Regions from separate parts of the Zea mays genome. Here region 2 is linked to region 1. A link is a contact called in public Hi-C data. All regions are on one chromosome and are shown on one strand. The core of a region is the stretch at or near the end of the contact, and the rest is flanking DNA. Distances in the headings are between cores, read along the strand shown.

Region 1 (5,834 bases), core at 2,075-4,574:
TTTTTTTGTTTTTGTGACTGATTTGTTTATTCATCCAGATTTTTTTTGTTTATCCGGCGACTGTCCGTCCAGATTTATTTCTCATCCATTTTTTGTGACTGATTTGTTTATTCGTCCAGAATTTTTTTGTTTATCCGACGAGCACAGCGGCTGTGTGCCACAGTGGCCGTAAGCCGTCAACTTCCCCCTTGTTTGCTCAGCTAACACTCGACAGAGCATGCTTTACCGAGTGACATTTTTGGACACTCGGTAAAATATATTTTTTATTTTTTTCTTTTTTCAACCAAACTTTTTATGGTATGTTTCTACACTATGTAGATCTATATGTACCCCCGACCTTGTAGTCGTTTTAGCTCTTAATTTTTATGTCTATATTCAAATAGATGGTGGTGGATCTAAACACATGTATAAAACACATACATTAAAATTATATGAATCTACTAATTCTCTAAAACGAATACTATTTTAGAACCGGAAGGGTACAGCAATAAATAGTTCGTGGCTCGCCGTTTTTCAGTATGAAGAAGCGACAGCACCCCCGAGCTAGAGCCCCACAACACCACTGAATTTGGTATGTTCGGATCCACAATTTCTGAGCAACATCCACATATATATGTTCAGAGACATGCAAGCCGGCACGCGTGTTCGGAGACCTCGATCTTGTTCCTATGGCATGCAGCTGGTCGTTATAGTTGCTTTGCTACGTCCTGTTGGTTAGAGAACCATATGGCAAGTATATTTTCCCCGGCGGCCTAAGATCGATCAAGAGCTGCAGCGGCGTGTGAACAGTGTAGCGTCGATCGACGGACGGACACACAGGCATGCACTGCCGCATACGCCTGGACTGTGGACCTGGGAGAATGGATAATTAATATAAATAGCGCGGTCGGGTCGAGGCGCCGTACAGCGATGTGATGCTTTCAAGTTGGGCTTGGAACGAAAACGATGGGGCGCGCGCGTGGTCCTCCCATACAAAAGGAATCTTATGATCGAGGTCACTGTTGCCGGCCAGCTCGAACATCTACCGTGCAGTACGTGGAGCACGGGCTAGCTAGCTAGTTAGCAGCACCCGTGCTGTCTCGGTCGCTTCCATTTGCCTTCCCTTGGTTAATAACCTGCATTTAAGGGTGGTAACGGGTTTTAAATTTTATACTATAAAAATTTACGGATGATTCTATATTTTCATTTATTTTTGAGCTAAAATTAATTAAGGAATCAAATGAATCGTGAAGAAATATTTAGATTGCCATCCATTACCACACATCTAGCTGTGTCGACTATCAGAATCTTGGTCTTTTGCCGTAAAAAAAAACACTCGGTAACGTTTCTTTGCTGAATGTTTTTTTTCGACACTAGACAAAAAATTCTTTGCTGAGTGTTTTTTCCTGGCATGAGGCAAAGAGTTTCTTTGTCAAACGTTTTTTCGACACTGGACAAAGAGTTTCTTTGTCGAGTGTTTTTTACACTAGACAAAGCTATTTTTTAATCAAATTTTGAAGTGGCAAATTAATTCAAATAAAAAGGTTTTCAACTACAAAGTTGTATAACTTATCAAGATGTACAACATTTATTTTGGCCATTTCTTTGTTTACATAACTTATATGCTTGATTTGTAGATGTATAAGATTTAGAACAATGTTAGAACCATCATGTTGGATAAGTAAATAACCAAATAATCAAAATAAACTTTGAAGATCTTAAGAACTTATAGAGTTTTGTAGTTTGCAACCTTTTGATTTGAGCTCATCTTGTCAACATAAACTATGTCTGGATTAAAAAAATTAAATCCGCATTCTGGCCGTATTTTCAAATCCGCGATTGATTTACAAATATGATTGAGCTCAAAACTTGTGGAGAACTTGGAAACACATTTGTCAAGGCGTGCGTAAAATTTCATCTTAATTGGAGTTCGTTTATTTCAGTTTCGCATCAGAGAACTGAATTTCGTGCTCCTGAAATCAGCACTTGATAGCGACACTGATTTGGACCGATCCGGACTTTTCGGTGTCCGATCTGTGATCCGTTTGTTTTGCTGGTCTCATGTGAGTCTTAGGAACATTTTGTAATCATGAGATCACTGGTTTGCTGATGTGTTTTTGGTTTGAGCGCTTACTTCATCTCAATTGAAGTGAAGTGTGTGATCATTTTTAGTGTTTGACAACAAAAATTAGATTGTATTCTACCCACCTCTCTAGTCGCCTCACCAGTCTGTCAAAATAATAGGAGGCTTTGTTGTATTTTGGCTCTGCAATCTTGTCTCTTGTAGTGCAAGAAAATAGACCACTATATCGAGATCAAATAGTAATGCAGAGTATAAGACTTTGGCAAATGCTACGGTAAAGATCAAGTGGATTCAGATCTTACTGTAGGAGTTAAAGATTGAGAGTCCAAAGACAACATGTCTATTGTGTGACGGTACGGGAGCAAAATATTTGTTTTCCAATCCCATGCTTCATGCCCGAACTAAAGATATGGTAGTGGTTGCTTTTCATTTTTTAAGAGAGAAAGAGATACAAAAATAAGCTTCTTGCGAATGATTTTTTACCCTTCAGATGATATAATTTAACCCTTCGCAATTTAAGAGAGAGGGAGAGAGAGAGAGGGGTTGGGCCGCAGTTGGGGCCGGCCGGCCGGCCGGCCAGCAGCCGTTGGCGCACACTAGGCAGTGGTCACTGGCGGCACCATGCGCGCGCACGCAAGCAACAGCGCAGCGCGCTGTGTGAGGCATGCAGGGAGGGGTTTCAGTTGGGCACGCAGAGCGGCCACTGTTAGCGCACAGGGGCGTCTGCCCCGGCACGGCGAGACAGCACAATAACTCCCCTCTCGTCAGAGAGCGAGCTAGCTAGCTAGGGTGCGCATGGACGAGGACGATCCATGGCACACAATGGTCGTGCCATGCATGCGGCTGGACGTGTTGGCCGGCCGGCTGCCTGACCTTTTGTGCTCTGCTGCCTTGCATGCATGCATTGGATTGGATCTCGGCACCTAGCTAGCTAGCTCGGCCGGCACGCCGGCCCCGTGGAGACTGTTGCTGCTGGCTGGATGCCTGGATCAACCATGTTCGATCAGTGTGGTCTGCACCAGCCAAGTGCAAAGGAAAGCGCGCAATCGTGGACTCGTTGTTTGCATTGCAGTTATTACATGGCATGCAGAAAGAATGATGGATGGCGTACGTACGTACTACTGCGCCGTGTCACTGTGGATGAACATGAGCGTGGTGACCATGCAATTTGGTGCCGGCCGCCCGGGTCGGCGTGAACACGACACCGTCGCCACGTTCGCACCGAGGAGCGCTTCTGACCTGAACCAGACCGCCATCATGCGTGTGCAGCATGGCCTGCCCTAGGCCCGGCCGTATCCACGCCCATGTGCGCGCTGCGGTCATCAGAATTCCATGCCATGCGTTCCTGGAAGCGGGCCGGGCGTACGTACGTACGTGGCGCGCGTGCGTGTACACGCGAGGAACGCAAGTACACACAGTCTGCTCGATCGAGATCGATGCATCGCCGCGGGTTAGCTAGCGCTGATGAGCCGTTGCTTGCATGCATGCATCATGCATGCCTGCCTGCCTGAATGTGCTGCGAGTCTGCGACGACGACCGCTTCGATGTATAGATGAATAGATCTCATCATTTATTCGCATGCATGCATGCACGGACGATGGAACGCATCGATCGATCGACCAGCCCATCTGCAGGGCTGCAGATGATGATGGGGTATACATGTACCCGATCAATCAGGGCATGCATGGCCTTCCATGCATGCAAATAAAGCTGAAGAAAACGAGTGGTTGCTGCTCTGGCTGCCTCTGGCTATGGAAATAGGCGTTATGCCGCTTCGGAAAACTTATTAAAGCTTGAAACTCCATGTTGATCCGGCCACATATATATATATATATATATATATATATATATATATATATATATATATATATATATATATATATATATATATATATATATATATATATATATATATATATATATATATATATATACACACACGTTGAGGTAGATATATGGATGGGGAATGGGAGTTCACTTGGCTATGCGTAAAATACAAGGACCCACCTACCTAGCTAGCTAGGTGCCTGATGAGTATGTCAGAGCAGCAGATCTAGCACAAAGGCACCCCTGTGTCCTCGCTGTGCTTGCATCAACGCTAGCTGCCTCCTCCATCAGGTGGTCGCAAATACGTACACGGTGTCCCCGCTCGGCAGCCAAAAGATGATGAGGTAAGCCTGGAGGATACGGGCGAAGCCAAGCGGGGCCGGGCAGGCCGGCCGGCAACGTGCAAATATTCGCGACGGGGCCCGGCCCGCCTGCCGCGCGCTTCCTTCCTGCCTGCCTTCCTGCATCCATCGGCGCCTGCCACGCTGCCTTCCTTCCTGCTAGACAGCGGTTACGGTTACGGGTTACCATTTGCACGCAGCGCAAGTCAGAGTGAGTTGTGTGTGTAATCTGCCTTGGCCCAACTGATCTTGCATTGCTGCCCATGCAATCTGCTCGGGAAACATAAACCCGGCCCAACCCGCGAGTCCGTGGCCCGGTAATAATACTACAGATTCAGTTTCAAAGACGACATGTCAGATGCAGGTCTCAGTGTGCCAAGTTTACTGGGAAAATAAATGTTGTAGATCTTGAAAAGTTATACAACTTTTTACTTGACAATTTTTTAATTTTAATTTATTTAATGTCTCAAACAATTGATTTTTTCTCGGTTACAATATATGAAAAAAATAAAACGTAATATAGACATATTTGACATAGGGTGTAGTTGTAGAGGTCACCTAACTTTTTTGCAAATTGGCCCTTTTCGGGTTTTTTTCCCACATTTATGCCCCTGGCAGTTTCATTTCAAAAAATGGACCCTTAGCTCGGCGCCGTCATCATTGGCGTCGAGGTTCTGTGTGCCGGCGCCAATCTTATTGGCGCCTGTCTGCCTGACGGGGATGCCTCGCTGGACGTGACGTGTCAGGGGGTCGGCGCCATAGATCTTGGCGCCGACCCCCTGGAGGCGGCAGTACACGTGTCAGGGGGTCGGCGTCATAGATCTTGGCGCCGACCCCCTATATTCAACATAATTCAAACCCTAATTTTGACCCGCGCCCAGGGAGTTTTCGCCAGCCGCCGCGCCGCCTTGTTCGCCCCCGCGCCGCCTTAGCCGACGCCGCCCGGCGCCCTCCCACCGCGCCACTGCCTCCCGCGACGCCCCGGCCGCCCCGCCCCGCCACCCGCCTGCCCGCCCGCGCCGCCCCGCCACCGGACGGCCACGCCCGCGCCGCGCCGCCCCCGGACGGCCACGCCCGCCCCGCCCCGCCACCGGCCGGCCACGCCCGCGCCGCCCAGCGCCCGGACGGCCACGCCCGCGCCGCGCCGCCCCCGGACGGCCACGCCCGAGCCGCCCCTGCCCGCGTCCGGCCGACCCCGCCCGCGCTGGCCCGCCCCGCAAGCTCCGCCGCGCCGCCCAAGAAGCGCCGCCGCCAACGCCCGTCCCACGGCCGCGCCCCGTTCCGGCCAACCCCGCGAAGCCCAGTTCCCTCCCGGCGCCCCGCCCCCGGCCGTCGACACACTGCCCCGCCCCGACGCCCGCTCCTCGCCCGCGTCGTCGTCGTCCATCCCCGACCCCGACCCCGACCCCGACGCCCGTTATTATGTAAGCATTTTGTATTAATTATGTTAGATTGTTGTGCTATAATTTGTTGTTTTTTGAATGTGATGAATGTTAGTTATTGTGATAAATGCTAATTTGATTGAATATTATGAATGTGAGTCAAATGTGCATGGTTTTTATCCTCCCCGTGCAGGGGAGGTGCTGTCAAAATTTGCAATTATT
Region 2 (5,765 bases), core at 1,900-4,399, 150 kb after region 1:
ACATCTGTTGTGAGCGGAAGAAGTTCTTTATCTAGTGTCCCAACCAAGATTCGAATCACACCTTTCTTCCTGTATGTATACATATCAACATCAATGGTGGTGCCAATCATTGATCCAAGCGCCCAAAAACCAAGATAATGCCTCCATGCGTGAGGTACACCAGTAACATGCACCCACACTTCATCCAAAAAGTAGGCTGGTGTTGCATCGCCCCCATGTTTCCATTCAGATATGGTTAAGGTCACTCCACTGCTCCTCATCTTGTATTCCATTTCAGACATCCTTGCTAATTCTTCTTCTGATGGAAAAACAACAAGGAAAGAATCCTCCCCATGTTGCAAAGCTTCCCAAGCCCATTCAACCCTTGACAATTTTGCCAATTCAGCTTGAATTGAGACAGCATCAAGCTTACCCCCAGTCATCTTTATCAATCCAGTTGGAGCAGCATCAGGTGTTTCAAGTATATAGTCAAAAACTGGTATGCGAAAGAAACAAAGCTCATTCTTGGCAAATCCGCTCATGGCTGCAGATGGTTTCTCCATCTTGAGCAAAGGACATTTGGCCGCAATATGTATATTCTTCTTATTGCATACATAACAATCTAAATCTGCTTTGCATGCTTCAACTAGATGCCCGTTGCACTTACAGCGATAGCAGTGTGGTGGTCTTGGTTTCTTGGCCTTGAAATCTCGATTCTCCCATTTCTGAGTCGCATCGTGCACACCTTCAGCAGCAAGGTTTCCACCCACTATCTCCTGTTGATTTCCCATCCTTTGAATTCCCACAGGCGCAAGCTGCTGGGATGAGGCAACAGGTGCATACTGCTGCGGCGCGTATCCACGGCCACGCGCCCAGTTCTGGCTTGTTCCCCTTCCGCGACCGGACGCTGGAGAGCCACGTCCAGGACCTCTCCCTGCCCTGCCGCCCCGAGGAAATTGCTCTCTGCGCTGATGATGGCGAGGTACGAAGGTTCTCTCACCATGATGGGTTTTCTCCTCCATTGTTGGCATATGCTGGCGCTGAGGCTTGAGGTTTGCAGGCTGTCTTGCAGCTATCTCAGCGTATGAGGGTCGGATTAAGTGCTGTACTGGTTTGGGAGAAATTTGACCTTTCTTTTGATTTAATGCTGGCCGTCGTAATGATTCACGCGAAGCGCCATATGTCTTTGCTTTTTGTACCAGCTGAGCCCTGCTTAAAGGCAATAAATGCCTCTGTTCCTCTCCCGAAGCGTTTAGCAGCTGCACATTTTGTAAATAGGTTTCTTTAGTTTGAATGTTGTGTGTTTTCGTCACCCAAGAACTCTTGAACTTCTCATCTGATAATGGCCGTTTCAAACTATCAAGCCCATTGATCAAGCTCGGCATGAATGCCTCGAGAGTGATCAACCGTTTACTGATCCTGGGCAGAGGACCGCGCCAAGGACGAATTTTACATCCGTAGCATCTCCCCTTTCTTTTTTTCATTTTGTTCTGATTTTCGATGCTCTCCTTGCGGCTATAGATAGAGACATTGCTCGAAGCAATGGTGCTGACAGTTCCGACATTGGGTGTCGATGAACTAGCCAGACCGATTTCATACGATTTTCTCCCCACTGGGTTCAGGATTGCTTCGGCATCAGCCTTGTTCATCAAACTTCCCATGTCTCCCAGGAGGTCGATCATCGTATCAGCCGATGTGTTTGGTTCTTCCGTATCTTCCCACCACCGGCGTTCTTTTGGGAAACCAGTATCACACCAGAACTCTTCACGGAGAGAGGAATTGAAAGGGCTAGATAACTTACTAGTATCATCATCTATTGCAGGTTGTCCATGCTCGGCTTCATGCGCTGCCTCAGAATGCTCACGATCCCCAGCCGAAATGTCTCTCACGTCGCAGATGTAATCCCCTCGGGCCTCCCCAGCTGAAGCCAGTTCAGCGGCGGGTAGAGCACGGGATGGATGGACATCACTCAAAGGGAGGAAACAGAAGTCATGACCCATGAAGGCTCCACTGGGCCACCTCTCCTGGCTGGTCCACTTCATCTACGCTGCATCGCAACATGCACAAACGCCCCGAAACAAACGACACCAAAGGCTGTCCGACAAAGCAACTATATCCGAAATAGTTTCATCGGCGCCAGTCATCGTGCCCGCCCAACGCAGCTTGCCCATGGCTGACACTCTCGATCTCTCTTTCTCTTCCAACTTCTTGATGTTCTATCTCTGCCTTAATGCATCGGCCTTACCTCTGAAACAGATTTTTCTTTAGGCGCCACTGCTCGCGGGGAAAGGCAACCTTGCCGCTGGGCGTTGCCGCGGTTCTGCCCTTTGCTCGCACGCCATTTGTTGACTATTAGGAGTCGTAGCCTCACCGAGACGCCGTCAGCATGCCACCATCACGGCCACTCGCGCCTGGGGCGTGGGCACCGGTGCCCGTCGCCGCCGTGGTTTGCCCTGCGCGCTACCGTCACTGAGTGGTTGTCCGGGTCCCACACGGGCCCGTCTTGACTCGTTGGCGTTACCTCCGCCGCTGGTGAGGTCCTGGCCAGCTAAATCAGCTTCTCCTCCCCCGGCCAGCCAGTGCGCCGCTCTGCTTCGAACCAAATCTGGATTGGACCGTTTCTACTCGTTTGGACCGTTTCTAGACTCCTTCCGGATGGAAAGAAATAATCTGGATTGGAACTTGGCCCAGATTAAAACAGCCGTTCGTTTTGAACTTGGATTAAAAACAGAAGCCACCAGTTTTAGAGATTGTTTGTTGTTCACGGCCTGGTACAAAACCTGGTCTCGTGTCCTCCGGATTGGTTCCTGGGATAGAATGAATGGGCCACTGTTTCTAGCTCTGGAACTGTTTCTGGTGTGGAATACATCCGAGGCACCCGAACGGGGTCTAAGACCTTGTTTGTTTGTGTTGAATTGGTGCGTCGGAACGATTCCTAACCGGATTGTTTCTCTAATTTATATAAACTTTGATTAGCTGAAACGATTTCGATTACAATCCGACACAAACGAACAAAGCCTAAGCCTAAGGGACCAGTAACACAAAATACGAGAGCGTTTGAGTTAAACGAATATATTATGACTTATATGAATAGTGTTGAATAGTACTTATCGAGTTATCGTCCGCAAGTTCACTTTATCGAAGTGCAAAGTAGGTGCAAGGCCACGTGGGCCGGCCTGGTCACCCACGTGGGCTGGCCTGCCCACGCTAGTTGGCCTGAATGGGCCAGATTGTACCCAAGACTCGTTTTTCTTTTCATGCGAAAAATAAAAAATATAATTTTTGAGACGCACATGACCATATATACTTTAAAAAATAAAATCATATAGTTTAGGGTAAGATATTTAATGAATTGTTAATCTAGGGTTTACTCTAATTAATATAGACTATTGCGGTTGTCCAAATGGAGTGAAATTTTTATGGTAGGCTTATACGCTATGAATGTCTCGCCATTAAAATTTTTATATCCATTTGATACCAAATGTCTGAGTTGCAGTTTATCTTGTAAAATGCATTTTTAATACTCTATATATATAATTATATAATTATAGGTAAAAATGGAAAACGTGTGATTTAAATGTAAAGTTACTATTTTTGAATCCTTATAGCACATTATATGGATATGGTAATACAAAAAGTATTGAGATATATAATTATCATGAGCACATGCATTTATTATTGTTAAATCTTAACTAAATTATAAGAAATAATTTGTTTCTCCACAAATTTTAATCTTCGTGCAGTGATTCCACGCATAAAAATAGTAGCTCCAAAATAGATGTTTGGTATGGTACCTTTTATTAGCTGTCTCCAGCGGAGCATGCATATGGACGTGCAAAACACTATTTTTATATTACAGATTGTACTGTTTACATAGTGTGGTTTAAAATAAAGAGTGATATAGGAGGTGGGATAGGGAGTCTGCTGGACATAATATTACGTACTTATGTCACTTAAAACATTAGATGTAATGGAAGTTTAATAATAAGTTAAGCTATGTTTCTAAGTAGCTTAGTTACTAATAAATTGGTACACGACATCCATTTACTATGTGACAGTATGACTAATAAGAACATGATTAGTCTCACCAATATGTTTCATGTATACATATGGATATATTTTGCACATACATCTTTTTCAATATGTAGACATATATTCATATTGTGCCTTTATTGAAGTTGAATATATACTAAGTTAGTAACATGTTGAGTAGAGTTCTTTGAGTTAGTTTTATTATACCACTCATCTAAGAATTTTTACCTTGGAGCTATGTTTTATATGTAACATATTAAATGTGTATGTGTGATTCCCATGTATGCACTACATGAAAAAGGCTAACTTCCAATGGCCAAAGCGCCAACTTCTGACGGTAGACAAGTGTCGGAAAAGATGGATAGAAGGTACCTAACTTTCGACAGCTTCTCAGTACCGTCAAAAGTTAACATGGTCAAAAACTTAACTTTTGACAACACTCTATAGCCATCATAAGTTACTAGCACTAGCCTGAACATCAAACCACACAAACGCACACGTAGAGACTAACAACCTAACATGCCCCAAACCCAGATATATATGCACACCAGAACAATTTCAGCTTTAGCAAACCTAGCTAGTTCCAAGTCAAGATCGAAAGCACATGAGCATGAACTAGAAATAATCCACAAGCAGATTAATACAAGTATGAAAATGAAGACATCAGACGACTCATCATATCTCTTATTCAACAAATATAATGCAAGATATGGAGTGGCGTGGCTTGGATGAAGACATCGAGCAAGGCAATTGATTAGTTTCCATCACTAGGGCACAAGCGGACGAGCCTACTAATGACATACATCATTCCCTATGCTGATCGAGTGCCAACCCATGGATGCTCCAACCATAGAGGCACTAGGCAGTAGAAAGCCTGATGCATGTCGTTGAGAGGCTCGTCCGACCATGCCGTAGTGATGGGAACTGATCTACCATGTTGCTCGATCATGCACCTAGGCCATGTGGCTTCCAATATTGCATTCTATCCGTTCAAAGGAGGAGTGAACGAAACAAGAGATACGAAGAGTCGTCTGGTGTCTTTGATTGTGTATTTGGATTATTGTGCATGTCAATTACTTACATTTCATATCTATGTGTTTTTCGATCTTGACTCGGAACTAGCTAGGTTTAGTGTTGAATCTCAAGTTGTCATGTTATGTGTATATTATATATATATATATATATATATATATATATATATATATATATATATATATATATATATATATATATATATATATATATATATATATATATATATATATATATATATATATGGGTTCGAGCCATGTTAGGTTGTTAATATCAATGTGTGTGTTTGTGTGGTCTAATGTTGAGGCTAGAGTACTAATGTCATTAGTGTTAGAGTATCAGTGTCTGATGTCGACATGAAACCTCCTTCTTTCTCTCACACAAACCAATTATGAATAAGTAATAAAAGATGATAAATTATAATAATCGACCTTGTATTGGTTATTCTAAACTTCTTATGAGTATACAAGATTATAAACTAGAGTCGTCAACCTTGTTATGAAATTCATATGAGTAATTACAAAATTGGTTCGAACAATTCACACAAAATCTTAAACTACATTCATCAACCTTATTACAAGTACACACAAGATTATAAACCCAGACTATTAGGTTGTGGGCAACTCTATCCCCTTATTTCCACACTTATATCTGAACACATCATATTTGCTTTAATTTTTCCACTAGGTGAACTGGTTATCATCGGTTGTGACATTGATTTT

What was found. Hi-C and Micro-C count contacts between places; a contact is called where the count stands out from the background.
Region 2: a Hi-C map of tassel shows a contact between it and region 1, with 5 times the contacts expected there. The contact joins two enhancer-like sites. A contact is called at or near these places in 2 of 25 Hi-C or Micro-C datasets (ear and tassel).

What each region holds. Positions count from the first base shown.
Region 1 is chr9:107,267,982-107,273,815 of Zm-B73-REFERENCE-NAM-5.0, forward strand. No RefSeq gene overlaps it. Among protein-coding and RNA genes, the nearest start is that of TRNAK-CUU, 3.1 kb to the left of the region's middle. Within about 2 kb of position 3,325, at least 18 of the 20 cell types and tissues checked have an H3K27ac peak or open chromatin away from gene starts, as enhancers often do. A contact at or near this core is called in ear and tassel, where this site is marked.
Region 2 is chr9:107,416,047-107,421,811 of Zm-B73-REFERENCE-NAM-5.0, forward strand. No RefSeq gene overlaps it. Among protein-coding and RNA genes, the nearest start is that of LOC100382286, 34 kb to the right of the region's middle. Within about 2 kb of position 3,150, at least 17 of the 20 cell types and tissues checked have an H3K27ac peak or open chromatin away from gene starts, as enhancers often do. A contact at or near this core is called in ear and tassel, where this site is marked.